2 separate regions of the Triticum aestivum genome follow, and region 2 is linked to region 1. A link is a contact called in public Hi-C data. All regions are on one chromosome and are shown on one strand. Each heading gives the region's core, a stretch centred on a gene start, on an enhancer-like site or on the middle of the called end of the contact. The rest is flanking DNA. Distances are from core to core; before and after follow the strand shown. Region 1 holds the start of LOC123111454 (caffeoylshikimate esterase). Region 2 holds the start of LOC123114753.

What was found. Hi-C and Micro-C count contacts between places; a contact is called where the count stands out from the background.
Region 2: a contact with region 1 is called in a Hi-C map of leaf, with 6 times the contacts expected there. The contact joins the promoter of LOC123114753 here to the promoter of LOC123111454 in region 1. A contact is called at or near these places in 3 of 5 Hi-C or Micro-C datasets (all in leaf).

What each region holds. Positions count from the first base shown.
Region 1 is chr5B:291,269,957-291,274,592 of IWGSC CS RefSeq v2.1, reverse strand. It overlaps LOC123111454 (caffeoylshikimate esterase), which reads left to right and starts at 2,827. Exons shown (of 4, transcript XM_044532260.1): 1 at 2,827-3,134; 2 at 3,219-3,529; 3 at 3,965-4,204. The coding sequence starts at 2,981.
Region 2 is chr5B:291,406,187-291,410,822 of IWGSC CS RefSeq v2.1, reverse strand. It overlaps LOC123114753, which reads left to right and starts at 2,558. Exons shown (of 3, transcript XM_044536176.1): 1 at 2,558-2,773; 2 at 3,377-3,887. The coding sequence starts at 2,760. It overlaps LOC123111457 (a long non-coding RNA gene), which reads right to left. Exons shown (of 4, transcript XR_006454447.1): 3 at 4,628-4,636; 4 at 4,092-4,542.

The sequences.
Region 1 (4,636 bases), core at 1,578-4,077:
ATTCGGATGCATACTTTCTGGTGCAACAGCAAGCGTTGGAGGATTTTAGCGCCAAATAGGGCAAAGTTAATAAGCTTGCTAAGCTTATTGCCAGCATGGTGGATACCCAGGATAACATTTCTTGAGCTCTTCTAAAGTTGTTTCAGTTATGCTCTTGTTTTGCTGCCGCGTTTATTTGCACTGGTGGCCAATTTTGATGGCCAGTATATGTAATATGCTGCTTTGTTCCCTATATTTGCACTGGTGGTGAACTTTGATGCCCAATGGATGTAATATGTGTAATAGCGGTAATAGGCTAGTGTTAGTTGCTTGCTTATTTATTTCCTTATTGTCTTGTTTAGTTGTTTGCTTGTAGTCACTGCAGTTTTTTTCCGCGTTTTTCTAGTGGCCACAATAACCTATTTTTAGACATGTGGACCATAACGAGGCGTATAATCATTTTGTCAATCATGGGTCGTACTACGTGGACCATAATGGGCCGTTAATAGGCCGCATTTGATAACTCTATGAAAACAGCCCAATGAGTGTTTTTTACATGAAAACAGCGCAAAGGGTTAACGGGCCACAAACGGGCTGAATGTAACCACGGGTTGAATTTGGCCCACAAACGGAACAGGCCAGTAACTGACAGTAACCAACCGAATTCTAGAAAGGAGCCCAAGAATAAATGGGCCCTTAGAAGGCCGAAAGTTAACACAGGCTGGAAACGGAGGACGGAATAATGGGCCGTTAATGGGTATAAAGCGATACACTGTTCATTATGGGCCAGTTTCATCTCGGGCCTTTAATGGGACCGGAGTTACGAAGGGTCTCATATGGGCCGAAAGACATCATGGGCCATACATGGGCCGGAAGTTACAACGGGCTGGAATCATATTGGAAGGCCCAGATGAAGCTACTGAGCTTAATTCCGATAGGCCATAACATGCCGGGTGTTAGCGGGTCGTAAATGGGCGATATATGAACAGGTCGTTAACAGGCTTTCTGTGGGCCGGGTCGTTTCCTTTTGACCAAGTCAAATGGGCCAGCCTTTTCACCGGAATGAGCCTCTGTTGGGCCGTGCCACGTGTCGATGTATCATAGGCGCCTCCTGTCCAATAAGTGGATGACATCTGTCCCAACGGTGAGCCAACACGTGTTTACTCCGGCCAATGAGAATTTTACACGTGGAAAATCCCCATTGGTCCGGGTTGTTAACGGGTTACCGGATCCAAAATCGGACCCGATAGCTTAACGGCGAGCCGTTACGGTGGATGCCACATGTCGGTCACCCTTGACGAAAGCACTTCTATAACACGTGATTTATCATCATGGAATTGGGCACTTCCGTGATGATAATTTTGGTAATGTCATGGAACACTTCTACGACAGCACAGGTATGACTATCTTGATTCTGTCATAAAATTGTCATGGATGTATATGCATGACAGAAAACATGACCTACTGTGACAAACACGTATTATCAGGGACGTGTATTTTTTTGTAGTGACTCCTTGGCCTTGCGCCCAAAGAACCGGCAGCGTGCGCAACAGATGTCGCGCCGGCACTCGGAGCGCGAGTGCTCGGTGCTGAAGCAGTGGGGGCATTCCACCTCGCGGAGCCATGACGGCCGCTGACGGGAGGGCTCGCCGGTGCCACGGCGCAGGCGACAAGGAGGGGTGCGCGAGCGAGGACACTTCTTGCCCCGGGCCACCAGCCAGCCGTCGCTCGGGGCGGGCGCGGCCTCCATCCGGCAGATCTCGAAACGGAGCTTGCGGCGAGCGATAGGCGGCGAGGGCATGGGGTCCGAGGGCGCGGGCCACAGAAAGGAGGGCGACGCAGGCGCGGGGCTGAGAGAGGCGGCCGGCGAAGGCGCATGTGACCGGCAAAGGGCCCGCCGGTAGGACATGGCGGAGTCAGCGGAGCCGCCCGAGGAGGGGCTCGACTCGAACCAGCGGACCTCGCGAGTGTCCCACGACGGATGGCGGGGGAGAGGCCATGGAGGGTGGACGACGGGGCCGGAGTGGCCGGCGGCGGGGCTAGGAGCGTGGGAATACTCAAAGGAATTTTCAACCTTATTGGATTAATTGTTACACGTTTTTTGGTTGAGTTAGAGTCGTTTGCGCAAATTTCCATGGAGCTCGTGTCATCCAAACAAAATGCAGATTCATGTTGCAAGAGAGAGAGAGAGAGAGAGAAAGAAAGAGAGGGAACCCAAACAAAATTTATACACAAACACTTCCGGCTAAGCTCCACCAGCGTTAAATCTACTACAGTGGAAATACATCTGTAGCCAGGCAGCGTGAATGGCAGTTTGTTTTCCCTCTTGTGCGTACACACTTAAATCCTCGGAAGTAGGAGCATTTGGTTGTGACTGTAAATTAGTTTTTGTTGTTTTTTGTGAGGAAGGGCTGTATACTTGGTGCTATTAGCTTTTGGGTAGCTGTAGCAATAGTGTTAGAAATTTAGTTGAGAAGGTGACACGATAGATGAGCCTATGGCGACATATGTGAGACGCAGTTACTCTGAAATGTTACTGTCAAGGACGGTTGTGTTTATTATTATCTTTCTTTGCATGACGTGCAGGTGAATGGACGTTAACTGAAAGGCGCCCAGTCCAGACGTTTCAGCGCTCGCATCAATTAACATTACGGAGTAGTGATTGATTGATTCAAGATTTAGCAGCCATTGTATTCTCCGTAATACTACTAAGATGTCAAAAAATCTCAGTGAGAAAATAAAATTATATTATATTAGTAAATAATAAATGTATTGCTATAATACTGGTGGAGTAATACTATTCCTTTTGTTCACAAGGGCGTCCACATATATAGCTGTCATCGACCCCCCGGCCCTGATCCTCCTCGCCTCGTTCGCTCGCTCGCTTGCGTTCCTGTCTCGCAAAAATTCAACATTTCTCTCGGCTCTTTAATTTTCCCGTGGCTGGCTGCTTCCTTCCTGCGACCGAGTTCCAGTCGTCGGAGAAGAAGAGAAGGGGTCGATGACGAGCAAGTCCGGCAGCGCCGTGGCGGACGATGGCAGCTACGAGTACGAGGAGGAGTCCGTGCAGAACTCCCGCGGGCTGAAGCTCTTCACCTGCAGATGGCTCCCCCCCAAGGGCCAAATAGTCAAGGCCCACGTCTTCCTCTGCCATGGTACGTCCTTCTTTCCTTCCTCGCCGCTCTAATGGCGAATGATCCAAGACCAACCAACCAACTAACCAACCAACATGCGTGCAGGGTACGCGGTGGAGTGCAGCGTGACGATGCGGGGGACGGGGGTGCGGCTGGCGCAGGCCGGGTACGCGGTGTACGGGGTGGACTACGAGGGCCACGGCAAGTCGGAGGGGCTCCAGGGCTACATCCCCTCCTTCGACCTCCTAGTCAGCGACACCGACGCCTTCTTCACCGCCGTCGTCGCCTCCACCGCCAACACGGACCTCCCCCGCTTCATCCTCGGCGAGTCCATGGGCGGCGCCGTGGCGCTGCTCCTCCACCGGATGCGCCCGGCGTACTGGACCGGCGCCGTCCTCGTCGCCCCCATGTGCAAGGTACACGTGCATGCTTACCACTCCTCCGGCCGGCCTCCCTCCAAATCATCTTCCAGAGTCCAGACTACCGCAACTTTAGACTAGCTACTAGTACGCGGCGACAATCGAGACGGAAACGAGATGCATGCACGCACGCACGATCAATCCGGCCGCGTATGCAAGCTAGTTGCCGTCATCATTTGACTTTTGACCGGGTGGATCGAGATGGCGCCCCGCGTGCGGCCGGGCCGTTACTGATTTCGCACTTGTTTAGTTTAATCCAATCCATGCCGGAGCGGTTGACCCGGCCGGCCATTCAGGCCTCTCGCCCGATAACGACAGTAGTATATTCTAGTAGTAGTAGTAGTAGTATCTATCTTTGTTGATCGATGAACATTTGCTTTCATTAATTTGGACCAATTCAAATAACGTAAAACTAAGGCTGGGGTATTTCAGATCGCTGATGAGATGCGGCCGCATCCGGTGGTGGTGAGCGTCCTCAAGCTGATGACCAACATCATCCCCACGTGGAAGATCGTGCCGACCACCGACGTCATCGACGCCGCCTACAGGATGCAGGAGAAGCGCGACGAGATCAGGAACAACCCCCACTGCTACCAGGGCAAGCCGCGCCTCAAGACCGCCTACGAGCTCCTCAAAGTCAGCCTCAACCTCGAGAACAACGTACTCTCAAAGGTGTTATTAATTATCTCTTCTTCTTCTTTGCGAACATGTTCTAACTTCTTTATACATCGATTATATATAGACATGTTGTAGTGTTCACTCATTTCAATCTTTATCTAGTCTATATTCGAATATTCAAAAATATTTTATATTTGTGAATGGAGGGAGCACTTAATAATTACTAAAGCAAAAAAGGATTCCCTTTGTCTCCGCATATAGTATTCCATGGGGTATGTATATATCAACTGGAGTAGATAGCACGCTTGCAGAGGGAGGGAGATATGTTTAATAAATGAATTTTGAGTACTATTTTTCTTAATGGTAATGTGCCCGCATCTACACATCTCAATCCATCTCCTTTTCTCCAATTAAGATCAATAGGTTGATTTGCTCGCGTGACGTCCCTGTTCGGTTAGTTGGGTCTGGCTTCTAAAGCATACTCTC
Region 2 (4,636 bases), core at 1,309-3,808, 140 kb before region 1:
ATGGAATTTGAGAAAACTTTATCATAATTGGAAAAAGTTCATCGAATCTGAGAAAAGTTCATCGAATTTTAGAAAAGTTCATCATAATTATAAAAAGTTCATCATAATTATAAAAAATTCATCGGATTTGAAAAAAGTTCATCAATTTTGAAAAAGGTTCAACGGATTTGAAAAAAACTTCATAATTGTTTTTAAAATATTTCATCAAATTTGAGAAAAGTTCATGGAATTTGAAAAAGTTCAACAAATATGAAAATAATCATCAATTTTTTAAAAAAAATCAACACTTTTGTAAAAAGTTCATCAATTTTGAAATAGGTTCATCGAAATTGAAAACAAAAGTTCATCAATTTAGAAAAAAAGATAATGAATTTTTATAAAATAATCATCAAATTTGAAAATAGTTCACATTATTTGAAAAATGTTCATCGAAATTGAAAAATGTTAATAGATTTAGAAAAATTCATCGAATTTCAGAAAAGTTCACGGAGTTTGAAAAAAATTCATTGAATTTGAAGAAAAAATTTAACAAATTTGAAACAAGAATCATCAAACGACGAAGAAGAAGAAGAAGAAAAGAAAATAGAAACAAATAGAAAAAATAGGAAAAAGGAAAAGGAAGAAAGAAAAAAGAAAACGGAAATAAGTAAAGAGGGAAAAGATGTATGTTGACAGATTAGGTAACGTGGTGTGATGCCTAACGCAGCGTGCCTCGATGTGGAGATCGCTTGTTCGATCCCTCGTGGTGTTTCTTTTTTTGCTTTGTAAAAAGCAGAGATGGGCCGGCCCAGCAGGGGGCGCTGCAGGCGCCCGTTTGCAAAATACACATTAACGGGCGCCTGCAGCGCCAAATAGGATTTGCCTTTGAGAAGGACTAGCAGGAATGGTCCACAAATGTTCTGGCCAAGCCCGCTAACGCATTGCCGCGCGACTGGTAACTGGGCCGGCCCTTAAACGCGTAGATGTGCAGCGATTTATTTTTATATAAATCGATGAAATCACTAATTAATGAGTACTTATTGCAAAGATCACTCCCATCTTCTCAGGTTGCGACAAGTGGCGCGCTGCATGTGCACCATTTGTCGCAACCTGTGAGTTTTTCCTTTTTTCGTAGATTCATTTATTCAAAATGTTTTATCTCTTAAACCATGCGTCCAAATCTCAAACCGTTTTCGTCATTAGATTCCTCGTGTCGAGATCTTCAAAACTAGATCCCATGTCGGTAAGTTTTGATGAACTTTTTTTTATGAAAAAACCAAACCGGGAGCACGTGTTTTTCCCTTTCCGAAAGAGGCACGCCTGTGCCTCTCGCGAAATCACAACCGTGCCTCTCGCGGACGGGAAAAAAGAAGAGAAAATGTGGTTTTTCGTTTCTGAGGAGGCACGGCCGTGCCTCTTGCGAAAGCGCCTCTAGCGGAAGTAAAACCGTGCCTCTCTCGGAAGGAAAAAAACAGGAAACACGTTTTGTTTCCGTTTCCAAGAGGCACGGTCGTGCCTCTCGCGAAAGCACAATCGTTCCTCTCGCGGAAGCAAAACCGTACCTCTCGCGAAAGAAAAAAATTCTAAAAAATGCGTTCTTTTCGTTTTTGAGAGGTACGGCCATGCCTCTCGTGAAAACACAATCGTGTCTCTCGCGGAAGCAAAACCGTGCCTCTCGCGAAAACATAATCGTGCCTCTCGCGGAAGCAAAACCATGCCTCTCGCGAAAACACAATCGTGCCTCTTGCGGAAGCAAAATCGTGCCTCTTGCGAAAGGAAAAAACAAACAAAAAACATGTTTTTTTCGTTTCCGAAAGGCACGGCCGTGACTCTCGCTAAAGCAAAACCATGACTCTCACGAAAAAAAACAGATTTTTTCGCGCAAAAAGTATTTTTTTTTTGTCCAAAAGATAAGGAAGACCGATGAAAAACCGAAACGTAAAAAAAACAAAAAAGAACGTTCAAAAAGCCAAAAATGCGTGCGGAAAAAGAAACAAAATTCGGAGGGAGCGACTAGATCGCGACACGTGGAGGGCCGCTGAGAGCGCGCCAAATAGCGCTGATTGTTGTGAGGCTCCCGAAGGAACGCTCGTCAACTAGTATAGAAAATAAAAAATCAAACCTCTCTCTTTTCTAAAAATAAAAAATAAAAAAATCGAACCTCTCTCCCTCAAAAAAAAGAAGAAGCGATCGGATGGGGAGCAGGGGAGGGCACGCCGCGCCACCTTGTGCGTGCGCCGCCGGTGGGGAGGTTGGGTCTCGCGGGCGGCTCTCGATTGTTCGCAGGGCCGATGACACATGAACCGGAACAGAATAAGACAAGCCATGCTAGGTAGTATCCGGAGTATATATGTAGGATCGATCAAGATTCCTCCATAATCGAGAAAATTGAATATTTGCCACTTTCAATACGTGGCTTCTCAAAATTGCCACTTTCAAGATGGGCTTCGCAAAATTGTCACTTTGCTCATTGGCTCCTTGATTACCATACCACTTCCCTCCTTTTTGTGATTTTCCTTTTTCCTTTTCCATTCATAAGCAGGGGAAAAGACCAAACTGCCCCTGATTATATACACGTAAGTAGTATCCACGTTCTAATTAATACTAATTGATACGAGACCAGCGCACCGGCCGCCAAGAATATCGTTTGTGTTGCCCCTGATTCTTCTCGACGGCAGAGTGCCGCAGATGGCTTAGACCTCGCGTGCCGCCGATCTTCTCGACATCCCGTGCCGCCGATCTCGTCAACGCCGTGTGCCGCTGTTCTCGTCGCCGCGTTCATGGATTCTGGGCGGTATCGTATTGAGCCTTACTCTGTTCTGTTCAAAAATCTGTAGCGATTGATCTCTCCTTGCATGGCTCGTTAACAAAGCACTGCATCATGTGAGTATGGAATCTGCGGAAACTACAATCGTGATTCCTAAACTGCTCCCTGCTAGGTGAAACGATAGCCTACATCCACAGTTTACATCTAATTCTGATAGCCTATATCTAAATCAAGAAAGGGTGGGAAAGGTCGTTGTTATCTGGCATCTAATTCTGGGAGCAGTACTAGATATAGTAAGAATGCAAAAAAGAAAGTGATGTGTATTCAGTAAAGTAGAAAGAGCAGAGTCGTCACAACCACTAGTTCAACAGAGCCGAACCTTGAAAGACTTATTTCTTCCTGAAATCATAATGAGAGGTAAAAGTTATCCTAATTGTAAAGGCAGTAGAATTTTGAAATAGTAGAATTTTCGAATCATCATGCATCAATGAATAAGGGAAATAGTAAACAATCTGGAGGAATTTATGTTCAGCTACATATATGCTTTGTAAAAATATGATCGTGACTTTTGACATGTTTATAACCGCTAACCCAAACTTGTGTTCATGTTTTCTTAATTGTTTCAAGTAGGCATGACCCAGAGGTCGCGTTGGGGAGCAGTACTGAGGATCCATCGTTACAGGTTGAGGCAACGTCAATTTCAGAAGTCGATTGGGATAACTTGCAAATAGTGGAGACACATGATGAAGAAGGTAGAATTGAACTACTGAGTGAGGATCAGTTATGTGAAATTTTGGGCTTGCAGGATGAAGAAGAGAAAAAAGGTAAGAGTGAACCAAAGGGTCGTAAAATGGTTGAGCAGGGCAGTGACAATGATGGTGCTGCCATTCCTGTTAGTGATGTCATACCAAATGAGGTAGTGATTACATATGATAAGGACCACCCAAAAATGGACCTTGGCACAATGTACCCATCAATGAAGGAATTTAGGTTAGCAGTGAGGCAATTTTTCATCAATGAGGAGTTTGATATAGGCACAGAGAAGTCGGATAAAAAGAGATTTAGAGGGTTCTGCAAGTCAAGTGAGGATTGTCCTTGGAGGATTGTTGGCAGCCTACAGGATGATAAATGTACTGTAAAGGTGAAATATGGCTAACTATATAACCTCCATTCATTATTTAATTTTTATATCTCTGTGTATGTCTATTTACTATACTAGAGGATGACCCGCGCATTGCTGCGGAACCATTGTGACGACTATGTTGTCAGATAAAAATTCAGAAGAACAAAATAAGATACTCTCATTGTATCATATACTCTAGCAAGTGTTCACAAAAGATTAGATGATGTCGGACATATCATCAAAAAATATTGCTGCTAAGAATACAATACATATGTAAGAATGAACTAAAAAAATACATATGCAAGAATGAACTCCACGGCCAAGGACTGGAATGCCACAATACCTATCAGACCTGTATATGAACCACTGAATGTTGCTCTCTGAAAATCCCTGAAGGTTACATTTTCAATGGCAAAAGTGAAGCACTGAAAGCTAGTAAAGGACTAAATCTGTGAAGGAGGACAAAATTGAGAGCCGTAGACTATGACCACCAACGCCAAGCCAGGAATTTCAATCTCCTTTAACAATTAACAATACATAAAACACCCAACTCTCACAAATGATTTTTTCATCCATCACTGAAGTGAATTCCCTTCGATCTCACATAAAAGCTAAGCTCCACCATAACTCAGGAAGTCAGAAAATAGGGTGCATCTACACAATAAATAATCACCTGAATGACATCATCAGGATCCATTAAAGAACTGAAATTGCGTTAATGCATAACAGTGCGCAGAAGGAAACCACTGGATACTCACCCGGATGTG